2 separate regions of the Mus musculus genome follow, and region 2 is linked to region 1. The links are chromatin contacts, called in public ChIA-PET maps. All regions are on one chromosome and are shown on one strand. The core of a region is the stretch at or near the end of the contact, and the rest is flanking DNA. Distances in the headings are between cores, read along the strand shown. Region 1 overlaps Trpc4ap (transient receptor potential cation channel, subfamily C, member 4 associated protein). Region 2 overlaps Phf20 (PHD finger protein 20).

Evidence for each region. ChIA-PET counts read pairs in DNA pulled down with a chosen protein or histone mark.
Region 2: a contact with region 1 is called in an RNA polymerase II ChIA-PET map of memory CD8 T cells, with 6 read pairs. The contact joins two enhancer-like sites.

The regions. Positions count from the first base shown.
Region 1 is chr2:155,677,075-155,683,478 of GRCm38.p6, reverse strand. All of the region lies in intron 1 of Trpc4ap (transient receptor potential cation channel, subfamily C, member 4 associated protein), which reads left to right. Among named protein-coding and RNA genes, the nearest start is that of Trpc4ap, 12 kb to the left of the region's middle. Within about 2 kb of position 3,683, at least 39 of the 459 cell types and tissues checked have an H3K27ac peak or open chromatin away from gene starts, as enhancers often do. A contact at or near this core is called in memory CD8 T cells, where this site is marked.
Region 2 is chr2:156,263,660-156,270,026 of GRCm38.p6, reverse strand. Phf20 (PHD finger protein 20) reads right to left here. Exons shown (of 18, transcript NM_172674.2): 5 at 5,667-5,746; 6 at 2,485-2,872. Among named protein-coding and RNA genes, the nearest start is that of Cnbd2, 46 kb to the left of the region's middle. Within about 2 kb of position 2,231, at least 26 of the 459 cell types and tissues checked have an H3K27ac peak or open chromatin away from gene starts, as enhancers often do. A contact at or near this core is called in memory CD8 T cells, where this site is marked.

The sequences.
Region 1 (6,404 bases), core at 2,434-4,933:
ATGAGTCAGTTCTGGAGATCTAAACTCAGATCCTCACACTTGTAAGACAAGAGAGTTAGAGACAGAGCTATCTCCCCAGTCCTTGATGTTTTTTTTTTTTAATTTAAATTTTATTGAGACTTAAAACAACCAAATTTACTCATGCTTCTAACCCAATACCTGGAAAGGGGAAGTAGAGGGATCAGGAGTTTGAGGCTGTCTCAAAAACCACAGTGAAATTACCAGTTGTAAATTTTCATTTCAGTGGTTCGTAGCTGTTTGTTGTTTGCTTGTTTTGCAAATTAAGGCGCTGGAGAGGTGGCTTAGTGCTAAGGGCACTTAGTGCTCAGGAGGTGGCTTCAGTTCCTAACACCCATGTGGCAGCTACAACCATCTGTACATAACTCCATTTCTAGGGGATTCAAAGCCTACAGACCTCTGCAGGCACAGATGTGATGCACATATATGCAGGGAAACACCCATACATAAAACATTTTATGTTTTCCCAAGACATAATAATAAGATATTAAGTAAAAAAAAATACTTTTAGAAAATTATGCAACTGTCACCAAAATAGTTTTGGGGCTTTCTGTCACTTTAACGGTTCGCTTATATACATTATTTAGTCTTCATAACAGCTTTGTTAAAGTGTTGGCTTACTACACACGCCCCATTTAAGTCACCAATCAGTAGCTGTTTATACAAAGCTACATTTACCACAAACCAGTGTTTTAGAACATTTCCTCACAAAACAAATCAAAAACAATCAAAAAGAACTTGATTATGGTCTGTAGGGAGCGTAGCATGCATTTAATCTCAGAACTTGGAAGGTCAAAGCAGGAAGGTCAGAGTTCAGGGCCATCCTCAGCCACATAGAAAGTTTGTGGTGAGCATGGGTTACAGGCTCAAACCCAAACCCAAACCCACCCTGTGCCTACAGCGGCTACTTTCCAGTTACTGTCTCTGGTCCTTGGCAGCAGCTAGTCTTATTTATTGACCATCTCTTTGGATTGGCTTATTCTGAATATTTTTGTATTAAATAGAATCAAACAACATGTGGCCTTTTGTGTCTGATTTCTTTCATTTAGAATACTAAGCCTCAAGATTTATCTGTTATTAGTATCACTTCTTGCCAAATAATATTCCATCATATGGATATCCTATATTTTATTTGTCTGTTTACCGGTTAGGTGCGCTCAAGTTTCTACTTTTGCTTACTAAGATAAATGCTGTTGTCTTTGTGGGCAACACTTCTGTGGACATTTGCTGGGTTATATGATAATTCTGGGGTGTGTGTATGTGTGTGTGTGTGTGTGTGTGTGTGTGTGTGTGTGTGTGTGTGTGTGTGTGTGTGTGTTGCTAGGGATCTGCTAGGCAAGTTTCACCACTGAGGTTTTGAAACTGAGTCTGGCTAAGTGACTCATGTAGGCCTCAATCAGCGTGATCCTCCTGCCACCCTACCTTCTGAGTAGTGAAGTTAGAGTCGCACTCCATTCTTCCTGGCTGTATATTGAACTTTTCAGTACTTGCTCAACTGTGACTGCCATTTTTCATTTTTACCTGGAGAGAAAGAGAGTTCCAGTTTCCCCAGTTCCCCAGACACCACCACCACCACCACCTCTTCTTCTCCTCCTCCTCCTCCTCCTCCTCCTCCTCCTGCTGCTGCTGCTGCTGCTGCTGCTGCTGCTGCTTCTTCTTCTTCTTCTTCTTCTTCTTCTTCTTCTTCTTCTTCTTCTTCTTCTTCTTCTTCTTCTTCTTCTTCTTCTTCTTCTTTCTTCCTCTTCTTCTCCCCCTCCTCCTCCCCCTCCCTCTTCTCTCTTCTCTTCTCTTCTCTTCTCTTCTCTTCTCTTCTCTTCTCTTCTCTTCTCTTCTCTTCTCTTCTCTTCTCTTCTCTTCTCTTCTCTTCTCTTCTCTTCTCTTTTCATTTTCTGTTTTATTTTATTTTTTTCCAAGACAGAGTTTCTTTGTGTAACAGCCAGGAACTCATTTGTAGACCAGGCTGTCCTCAAATTTACAGAGGCCTCTCTGTTTCCTGAGTGCCATGATTAAAGGCGTGCGCCACCACCCAGCTTCCCAAACACTTCCTTCTGTCTTTGTGATTATGGCCCTGACTGGCGTGCCATAGCTTATTGTGGATTTGATTGCTTTTCCTCTGCGGACACTGGCACTGGTCATTTGTCACGCATTTCCTGGCCATCTGTCTATTACCTTTGTCTATTACCTTGTCTGTTTAGGGATTTTGCCCACTTTTATCTGCACATCTTCTATCGTAGATAGTTACGTCAACATTTTCTCTTCTCCTCCCGTGACTCTTGATTGTGCCATTCAAAGACTGGTCCAGTTAATTTAATAAAAGTTTGGTCATAGAGTTGTTCACAGAATTACTTTGTTGTTAATGTCCCTGGGATCAGTAATAATGACCCCCATGTATTTCCAGCATTAGTAATTTGTATCCTTTTTCTTGGTTAATTAGCCAGGCTAGAGTTTATTGATTCTATTTTTCTTTATAGATTCAATTTTTAATTAATTTTTTTTCTGTACAGATTTCCTGTTTTTGTAATTTAATCGTTCCTTTTTTTCTTTTTCTCCTTTCTTTTTGTCTTTGGGGGAGGTCCTTTTGAGACCATGTTTTGTTCAGTCAGTCCTCAGGCTGGTGTCAAGCTCAGGTCTGTGGTTTGACCTCAGCCAGCAAGTGCCCGAGGTTGCAAAAGTCAGCTTGAATCCACTGTTCTGCTCTCGTTTCATTTCTCTCTCTCTCTCTCCTCTGCTTGCTCTAGACTTAAGTTGTTCCCTTCTTTCTTTGACGTGTTACGGTAGGAGCTCAGGCTGTGGACTAGAGCTGTTTCTTCTTTCCTAACACATGTGTTTAGTACAGATTTTGCCATACTTACAAACTTTGATAATTTATCTTTCATTTAGCTCAGAATATTTTTACATTCTCTTCAGGCTCATTTGACTCAGTTATTTAGAATGGTTGTTTCATCTCCAAATACCTTAGACTGTTCAACTGTTCTCTTCATTGTTTGTGGCTTCTAGACACAGTACATGGTGGTTTGAGAACACTTTATATAGTTGCCTACAGTTGCTACTTTTTTTTTTTTTTACTTTTGTCTGCATTTATTTTATGCCAAATTTATTCCAGTGCCATGCGTTTTTGTTTCTTCAGTTTCTTTTTGGATATTTTTTTTCTTCCGTGCAAACTCCTCTTTTGGCTTTGGAACAATCTGTTCCTTCTCAGTGAGGATCATCTCACTGTGGCAGGGGGAGCTCATGGATGGGTTAATCTGGCCATGAGCTCTGTGGGTGTCTTGGCGCATTTTAGGTGACTTTCTTGTTCACCTGGATATGTTCGATGAGCAGACAATCTACATCTAAACCCAAGCTCAGCGTTTCTTTCTGCAGTTTAAGCATGTGCAGCAGAAATTCAGCACTTTGGCCTGGGCACACACACTGACTTCACCATTATACTGGCACACACAGTTTCATTCAAGTGACATCCTTCAGACGTGTGTTGGCTTTGTGGATATGCTTACCCTTGATGGCCTGGGCAGCTTCCCGGGTGTTTTAAAAGTGAACACGGAGGTTTGAACCTCTTGATTTGCATGATTTTGTGAGGTTTTCTGGGTCAAGAGAGTAGCAACCATCTTTACAGGTGACCTCTGACTGCTTACAGGAAGAGCCAGCTGCTACTTTTGGAACTTGCCAAGGTGTGCTTTGTGGCCAAGGATGTGGGTTGTTCATGTGACTTTGAGAATAGTATGTGTTCCTCTGTTGTTAGATTAAAGAAGTTGCAAATGTCAGACCTAGTTAATTGATGGTGGCAATAATGTCAACCTTGTCCTTACTGATTTTCTGTCTTGTTGAGGATTCATGAAGTTCAAAAATTCATCAGTTTCTTTTGGTAGTTCTTCGAGGTTTTGCTTCCTATATTTTGGTAAGCTACTGTTCAGTACACATATGTTAAGAACTACCATGTCATCTTAGAGAGTTGGCCCCTTAACATTCTGTCATGGCCTTCTTTATTCCTAACAGTTCTCCCTTTTCTGAACTGTTGTCTGAAACGTCATACTACTCTTTAAGCTTTCTTTTAGTGTTAACATGACTTCTTTTTCTCCATGCCTTTTACTTTATTGTTTTTTAAAGATCTATCTTATGTGTATGAATGTTTTGTTTGTACATATGTGTGTGTGTGTGTGTGTGTGTGTGTGTGTGTGTGTTTGTGTACTACCTGCATGCATGGTGCCCATGGAAGTCAGAAGAGGGCATCAGATGGTTGTGATCTGCCTTACGTGTGCTGGGAACCAAACTTAGGGCCTCTAGAAGATGAGTAAGTGTTTAGTCATTGAGTTTCTCTCTGCATTCCTGTTTATTGTTGTTTTGAGACAGAGTCTCCTGTAGCCCTCACTAGCATTGAACTCACTAGGTAACTGAGGCTGGCCTTGAACTTCTCCTGACCTTTCTGCCTCTACCTCTGAAGTAATGGGTTTACAGATATGTGCTACCATGTGGGACTCTGTCCCTATACTTTTAACCGATACATAATGTCATATTTAAAGTAGTTCTTTTTAAAAAAAGATGTATTTTATTATTTTGCTTAGGAGTATTTGTATAAGTTTGTGTTGGGTGTGTACATATAAAGCAGGCACTGGAGGAGGCCAGAGCAGTAGAACCCCCTGGAACTAGAGTTAGTGGTGGTTGTAAGTTGCCTGATATTGGTGCTGGGAATTGAACTTGGGTCTTCTGCAAGAGTGGTACAGGCACCTAACCATGAGCCATCTCTCTAGTCATGAAAGGGGTTTTCTTGGACAACATATAGTTGGCTTTTTTCTCCTCTTATAACACTGACATATATATTACTATATTTTACTCATAGACTTTTTTGTTTTGTTTTGTTTTTCGAGACAGGGTTTCTCTGTATAGCCCTGGCTGTCCTGGAACTCACTTTGTAGACCATACTCATAGACCTTTAATTGATACTGTTTCTAATTATCTTGTAAACCTGGTATGCAGTCATTGGTGCGTTTGACCATGCACAGACTTGTGCAGCGGTTAGTGACGTGAGAGGGTAGATTCTACCACATGCACAGCTGCATTGTATTTGTTTTCTTAACCTTCCATTTTTTTTTTCTGTGGATGAATTGAGCATTATATGATTGTACTGACTCTTCTTTTAGTGAATTATCAATATTTCTCTCTGTGTGTATATACGGTTTATGTACTTTTGTAGGTGTTGTATTCCCGTGTGTGGGCATGAATGTGTGGAGACTAAAGGTTGATCTCAGGTCTGCCTGCTTTGACACTTTTCACTTGTTTTGTTTGTTTGTTTGTTTGTTTTCTTTTTGCGACACAGCCTCTCCCTCGACTTGGTGCTCATCTATTCAGCTAGTCTGGGGACCACTGAGGCCCAGTGCTGGGGTTACAGCCATATGCTGCTACACCTGACTTTCAGTGGGTGCTGGGATCTGAACTCAGGTCCTTGTGCTTGTGGTAGCAGACAGTTTACTGAGGGAGCCATGTTTCCAGTCCCAGTCATTGGTTTTAAAAGTCATTTTTAGCTGGGCATATGCTTATATCGTAATCTCAGAAATCCAGGGGCTGAAGTGGAAGATTGCTGCTAGTTTGAGGCTAACCTAGGCTTTAAAAGGGGTGTGTATGGTGCTATATAGTGGTTTGTTTGTATTGTTTGCCCTGAAGTTTGGAGCATTTCTAACAGTCAGGCAGTGTTTGTGGGTAGAACAAGCATTCCAGTCCCCTGTCGTTTCTGATATTGCTGACATTCGGGTCATAATCTAAAAAAAGTTAATTTGTATCCATTTGCTTCATCAGCCCTCTTTGTGTATAGTGTACAGACATTACAAGAGACAGGTAGCCACAGAGATTCTCTATGGTATCAGTTTCCTTGTCTCTAAAGAGCTACCTCTCATATTTCCCATAGGAAAGGTCAAGTTTTGTCTGAGAAAATTCATGTTTTCCTTTACTTTCAAAAGGTAACATCACTGAATTCAGTAGTTGGTGTGATTTTTTTAACCCCTCCCTTTTTTTGTTTTTTTGTTTTTTTGAGACAGGGTTTCTCTGTAGCCCTGGCTGTCCTGAACTCACTTTGTAGACCAGGCTGGCCTCGAACTCAGAAATCCACCTGCCTCTGCCTCCCAAGTGCTGGGATTAAAGGTGTGCGTCACCATGCCCGGCTTAACCCCCTTTTCTATGCTTTAAATTTTTTTTCTGTATGCCTGGGGTGTGTATGTGTGTGTACAAGCGCACATGTGAGTGTGTGTGTACGCGAGCACGTGTGCACCTGCCTGTGTATATGTGCAGGTGCAGTGAACAAATATGTGTCGGTAGATGACAGGAGCCTCAGTTGTTTCTCAGGCGCTTCATGTCCTTGTTTTTGGAGACAGGGTCTCTCTTTCTCATTGACTGGAACT
Region 2 (6,367 bases), core at 982-3,481, 590 kb before region 1:
TTTCTTTCTTTCTTTCTTTCTGACAGCAACTAAATTTAAGGAAAATGCTGTCAGACAGATTTACAATGAGAACATCAAATGTGAGCCACATGTAACTAAATTTTTAAGCAATCATATTAAGAAATTTTTAAAAAATGAAACTAAGTTTGAGAATATATTTTATTTAAACAAATCCATCTAAAAACATTTCACCATATAGTCACTATAGACTACAGACTGGGAGAGAGCTGCAGGGGTGGCTCAGCGGCAGACACAGCACTTGCTTCTCAGACAGAAGGACCTGGGTTTGACTAGCACTGCCAATTAACAAAAGAAAATTTTTAAAAAAGATAAAAAAAGAGAGAGAGATGGGTATGATGGTACAGACCTTTAATTCCAACACTTGAGGTAAAAGCAGGAGGATCCTTAAGTTGGAGGCCAGACTGGTCTACAGAGTGAGTTCTAGGACAGCCAGAACCACATAGAGAAACCCTGTATTGAAAAACGGGGGGGAAGGGGGGGCGCTTTTACTTTGTTTTATTTGTGCATGTGAAAAATACATGTTTTCCTGAGCTTGAGTCTAAGTGGCTGAGTGAATGCAAGTGCCTGCATATCACTGACCAAGAGTCAAGGTCAGAAGACAATCAGGGTCGCAGGTCCCTGTCCTTTCCCTTAAGACAGGGTCTCTTGTCTTCCTTGTTGTATATAACAAGATGGCTGGCCCACATGCTTCCAAAGAATCTCCTAGGACCCATAATCTAGGACTGCAGACAAGAACTATAGTACATGGCCCTTATGTGGATTCTGGATAGCCACACTCAGGTTACAAGGCATATACAACAAGCTCTTTACCTGGCCTTTTCTGCTGTTATTTTTATTTGTTTAAGAGGGGAGGCTCATATTTCATCTGATGATAAAACAGGCTATTGTCTGATTTCCTATAAAATTAGAACTCAGCTTTAAGAAAGATACTCCTGAATGACGTAACCTAATGTAGAGTTTCCCACTAGGGATCAGTGAGTTGGCTCTTATTCTAGTTCTCACAAAATATATTCTATATCAAATTTTACATTTTGAATTATCTACTGAAACTGTTTAAACTTTCATGAAAAAAAAAAAGACTGTGAGCTAGAGTTGTAGCTGACTGGTTTATCATGTGCAAGGTCACAGGCTCAGCTCCCAGGACAATGAACAACAAAAGATTATAGATGCTACTTGGAAATGGGAAGAGGTCCATACTTGTCTAATATTCATACAGGGAAAGACCACAGGTGCATTCAGCTATAGGTGGTTCTATCTGGTGGGGGCAGGGGGGCTTTGCATGCCTCCAAATCACCTGAAGTGTGAGTGTTCGGCTTATCAAGAAATCAAAATTTGATTTTGATATAATAGAAGAATTCCAAACTTATACCGCCTTTCTTTTTTTTTTTCTTTTTGAGTCAATATTTTATTTTAGCACAGGCTAATCTGCTACTCACTCCGTAGCCCAGGCTAGCCTTGAACTCACTGCATTCCCCTACCTCAGTGTTTTAGACTGCCTTTAAATAACTGCATATTATTTCCAACATCCATATTGAACCCTTAACTCTTACCAGTTTAATTAACCAAATTATTTTTTTATTTAAACTGAAACTTCAGCATCAATAAACATCTTTTAAAAACTCAATGTTGGGCTGAAGAGACGGCTCGGTGGTTAAGAGCACTGACTGCTTTTCCAGAGATCCTGAGTTCAATTCCCAGCAACCACATGGTGGCTCACAACCATCTGTAATGGGGTCTGATGCCCTCTTCTGGTGTGTCTGAAGACAGTTACAGTGTACTCATATAAATAAAAATAAAATAAACAAATCTTAAAAAAAAAAAAAAAAGCTCCGTCTTTTTGAGGCAGGTGTCCTTACGAAGCCCAGGCTCGTCTTGACCTAACGATCCTCCTGGTTCCGCTTCCCAAGTGTCAGGGTCACAGGTGTGAGCTACAATGCCTACTAAGAGCTCAAAATGCACCTTTGCCTCCCTAGCTCTAGGCTTTGACTTGTTTTACTCTGCCTCCCTCATCGACACAACGTGTGTGTGTGTGTGTGTGTGTGTGTGTGTGTGTGTGTGTGTGTGTGTGCGTGTTGTGTGTGTGTGTGTGTGTCTGTGCGCACGTGTGTGTTGGCACTAAGGCCTGAACCCAGGATCAGCTGCACCCTCAGCTTCCTGTCTTCTCCTCTCCTCTTTCATGTCTGCCCATGAGGCTGTTATTTCCTCAGACTGAGGGCATGTGAGCAGGCACCAGAAGGCCTTAGCTCCCGCATGTTTCCACCCCAGCTCAGTCACGGCCACACTCCCCAACACGTCTACCTGGACACACTCCTCACTGAAATTCAGCTCCACAAGCACCGTTTGTTTTCAGCTCACAAGCCAGTCACAAACATGAAGGATTGAAGTACAGAAGGAATAAAGAACCACAAAGGCCACAGAAGAACACTGCCATCACGCACTGCAGAGCCCGCCTGGGAGACTCACCCGTAGGAGTTATGGAAGGGGGTCTGCCTCGTTTTCTTTTTGGCTCCTTCAGGTTCTCTTGTGGGTTCTTCACAAGGTCCTTCTCAGGCTTCTTTTCCACCTGGGCATCCCCGGAGTACTCCCGCTCGTTCTCGGAAATGTTCTCCTTATCTTCCTTTTCGTTCTTAGGAAGGCTTTTCTCTGACACTTTGCCTTTTTCTGAGCAGATCAGCTTTCCCTCTTTGTCAGGTTGCTTGGGCCGCTTTTCTGTCTTTAAGGCTTTTTCCACTTTGTCTTTCTTCACATTGACCGTGACTTTTCTCTGTTCTTTAAACTTCTCTCGTTTCTCAGGAGACGATGAAAGACTTTTGTGGTCTGTTTCTTTAGGCCTAGCATTACCCACAATATTCTAAAATGAGCAAAATAGCGATGAAACACTTTGTGATTACTTGCAAATACACAATCAGGAGATTGCTTGCACATTTATGAAGACAATGAAGACACTAAGAGGACATAGGCCAGGTCACATGATGCACAGGACCAGGAGAGTACCTGAGCTTTGAGACTCTGCAGTCTCCCTTACTAGGATGAGCCACACAAGACTAGTTAGGGATGCCAACTAGCAAGATCCGTGACTGGAAGCAGCGTTTCTAACTCTAGCTTTCTTAGCCAGGGATTTTCAGAGATGTGCACTGATACCCAGTTTTATATAGAAGAAAATCAAACTAGTAACTTGAAGCTTAACAGGAACACTGTTCACAATGCCCAGAGCAGACCAAAAGTCTTAGCTGCTTCTCCTGTTACTAGCTGTGCTCACCCCAGCAAGCTACCTACTGGGTTCCTGAGCTGTTGGATGTTTTCTCCGCTGAAAAGCAGTACTGCTTCTAAATTGACTTTAAAATCCGCCTTGAAATCTTGCGCACTAATGTAACTGTCTCCTAATAAGGCCATTTTGAAAGTTAAAATTTCTAAGGCTACAATTAAGTTTATTTATGAATGAGTCACTCCTCCAAAATTTCCAGAGAAGAGCAGGGATCTATCCCACAATATGCTCCCCTATGGAATCCTGCACACACCTAGGCTCATTGACATCCCAGAAACAGGAAAGGAATGTTTAACTGTTTGGCAGTCAAAGCAAAATTTGTCCCACAGGGAAAAAAATTATAAACAGTGAGACTTTTCTTAAAGTCACAATATTATTCTAAAGAGAGAGACAAACCAGCAGCTGTACTGTACTCTCTTCTGGATGGAGGTGGTGTCAGTGCAGATCAAAAGACTTGACAGTCCCTACTTCTGAACTAAAATGAATTCCCAGAAATGGAGTTTGCTACCAGGATAATCAGACTTCCCAGCTGGGTACAAACACCCTGCTTTGTACTTGGAAGCCAGCCTCATAAAGTCCATGCATACTATAGAGCACTACAGAGCTACCAGAAAGCTGCAACTTCAGAGGACAAAGCAACTTCAGGAGATGTTACATTGTTAAGACAGAAGAGTAAGCTATAGACAGTAGCATGCACTTGACTCCAATTTTGAGAATAACACATACAAGTTTATAACAACAAAAACCAGCAAGACAGACACAAAGTGCCAAAGACAAACCAGCAGGAACCCTTTGTCTCAAGGGGGCTGTCTTGCTTTCCTTCTGCTTTGAGTATTTTCCAGATCTTCTAAAAGAAGCAAACTTTCTTCTTATAAGCTCAGAAAATGAAATGTAACTCAAGTGTAATTACCAAAACATTTAGAATAACATAGTTCTAAAGTGAAAGTTTGGCCTGTTCCAATACTGTAATGAAAAACTTTTAGACAGTCATCTTGAGTCAAAAGCCTACACACTCTTGGCAGGTAGGGATGTGTGTGCATGTGTACGCTTGTGTGCATCTGAGAACTATCAGTCTGTCTTGGTGGTCTTCTGGGACTGAGGTAAGATGAGACACTCAGAGGCAGCTGGGAACTGGGAAGGGAATTTAATTTACTGAGTACAGTTAAAGTTGATGGGGTTCATGGCTCACACCTACAGTCCCAGCACTTGGGAGGTGAAGCAGGAGATCGCTCTGAGTTAGAGAATAGCCTAGGCCAGAGTGAGACTGTCAGAAAATACACTTCATTTTAAAAGTTGGACTTTTGCTATCAGGCACTGAGGAGTCTCGGGACCTGTCCTAACCACCAATTCCATCTAGTTCGTACGTCAGTTCTTTCACCAGTACCAACTCATTCCACAAGTTAACAAAAATGTTAAAAGCACAGGTGAGGCTTCTCAGGTGGGCAGGAAGCAGGTAAAGAGAAAGAAAGCAACAATTATCTTGGCAAAATTTCACCATTTTCTCAATGTTTTTAGAGAAAAGCAGCAAAGGCAAAGCCACTCCTGAGGCTCCTGGCAAGTTCTCCTGCCCGCGACGTCTACACAGAACCTGCTGTAATCGGCACCAAGTAAAGCACTTGCTCATCTCAGGGAAAGACCAACAGGGCAGAGCATCCCAATCCGGTCAACCTCCTCCCTAAGGGGAGGAACCACTGAGGGACTCAGAACTAAAACCTGTGTAAGCTCAACTAGCTGGAACTACCAGAACTTAAAAGAGCCCCAAAGATACTTGGTACAGACTTGGTTGGATTAAAACATGAGGAGGCAAGAGAAAGGGAGGAAATCATAAAGTATTTCAGGAGGGCTCAGAGCTCTGGGGCCGTATTTCCAGGAGCAGACCTTGGGCTCTATGCTCAGGCAGGGGAGAATGGGTCACCAGGACACTTGACTTCAAAGCAGGCATATGTAGCTGCTATGGTTGCCAAGTGCACAGCAAAGACAAGCTAAGCTGTGAGCTCCCAAGCCACGGTCTAAGTCATGTCAGAAACACCACCAGACAAGGGAAAAGTGCGCAAGTGTGCTCTCGTTCTCAACCAGCTCCCTGTGTTGTGTGAGGGTGCAGGAAGAAGGGAAAGGGGAAGCACTCAAGACACTTGAGAAGAAATGAGAGAAACAAACAATGGGGGCTGTGCTCAGCATTTGTAAAGAAGAGAAATCTGTGAAGGGGGAATGGACAAAGAAACACAGATATTTACAACTTCTGAAAACTTTCTGGTGAAACTGTCAAGATGGAGGAAATAAAGACTTGTCATCAGAAACACATGTAATGTCTTTATTTGAGAAACATAAGTACAAGTGTTAGCATAGTTCGGAACACAAAAGCACAAACCACATTTCTCACCTGATCTTTGGAAAAAGCTTTGACATGAATATGTTTGACAGTTTGAACTACTCCATCATAAAATTTCACAGTGTAAGTACCTAAAATTCAAGAAGATATCATGATTTTAACTTGCTGTTTCATGAAAGCAGCAATTTTTAAAGAATACACACAAAGGAGCTCCAAACAGGATAAATGACCATGTGGTTTTTACAAAAGTTTAAGAATCACATTGCGGGCAGATTCAGCACAGTGGTAAAGGACCTACCTACTTAGCATGCACAGAACCCTAAGTTCAACTCCTAGCGCGCACACACATGCACACACACACACACAAAGCGCAAATTTAACTTCCTTCATTTACTGGTCAAGAATGGGTTGCTTTTTATCTGTAGAATTCAGAATTTGCTTTAAATTTTTCTATACTGTTTCATTAAAGAATTGTGTGTACTGAATTTGAGCCAAAAAAGAAAGAACAGTAAAACAAAATAATTAAGAACTGAGAAAAACGCAGACTAATTCCTTAGTGCATGACATTTACAATTTTTTCTGTTTTGAAGGGCATTTATCATGTTTCTTAAGAGGCTGTGTGAACCTCAAAATATGAGAACCTATCTCGGCTAAAAGCCTAAATGTGGTCTGGCAGTTGTTCAATAGGAATCCTGTGAAAAAAAGCTAGAAACCTGTAATGAGTGGGTGTGCTTGTGGATTTGTTGGTGCTG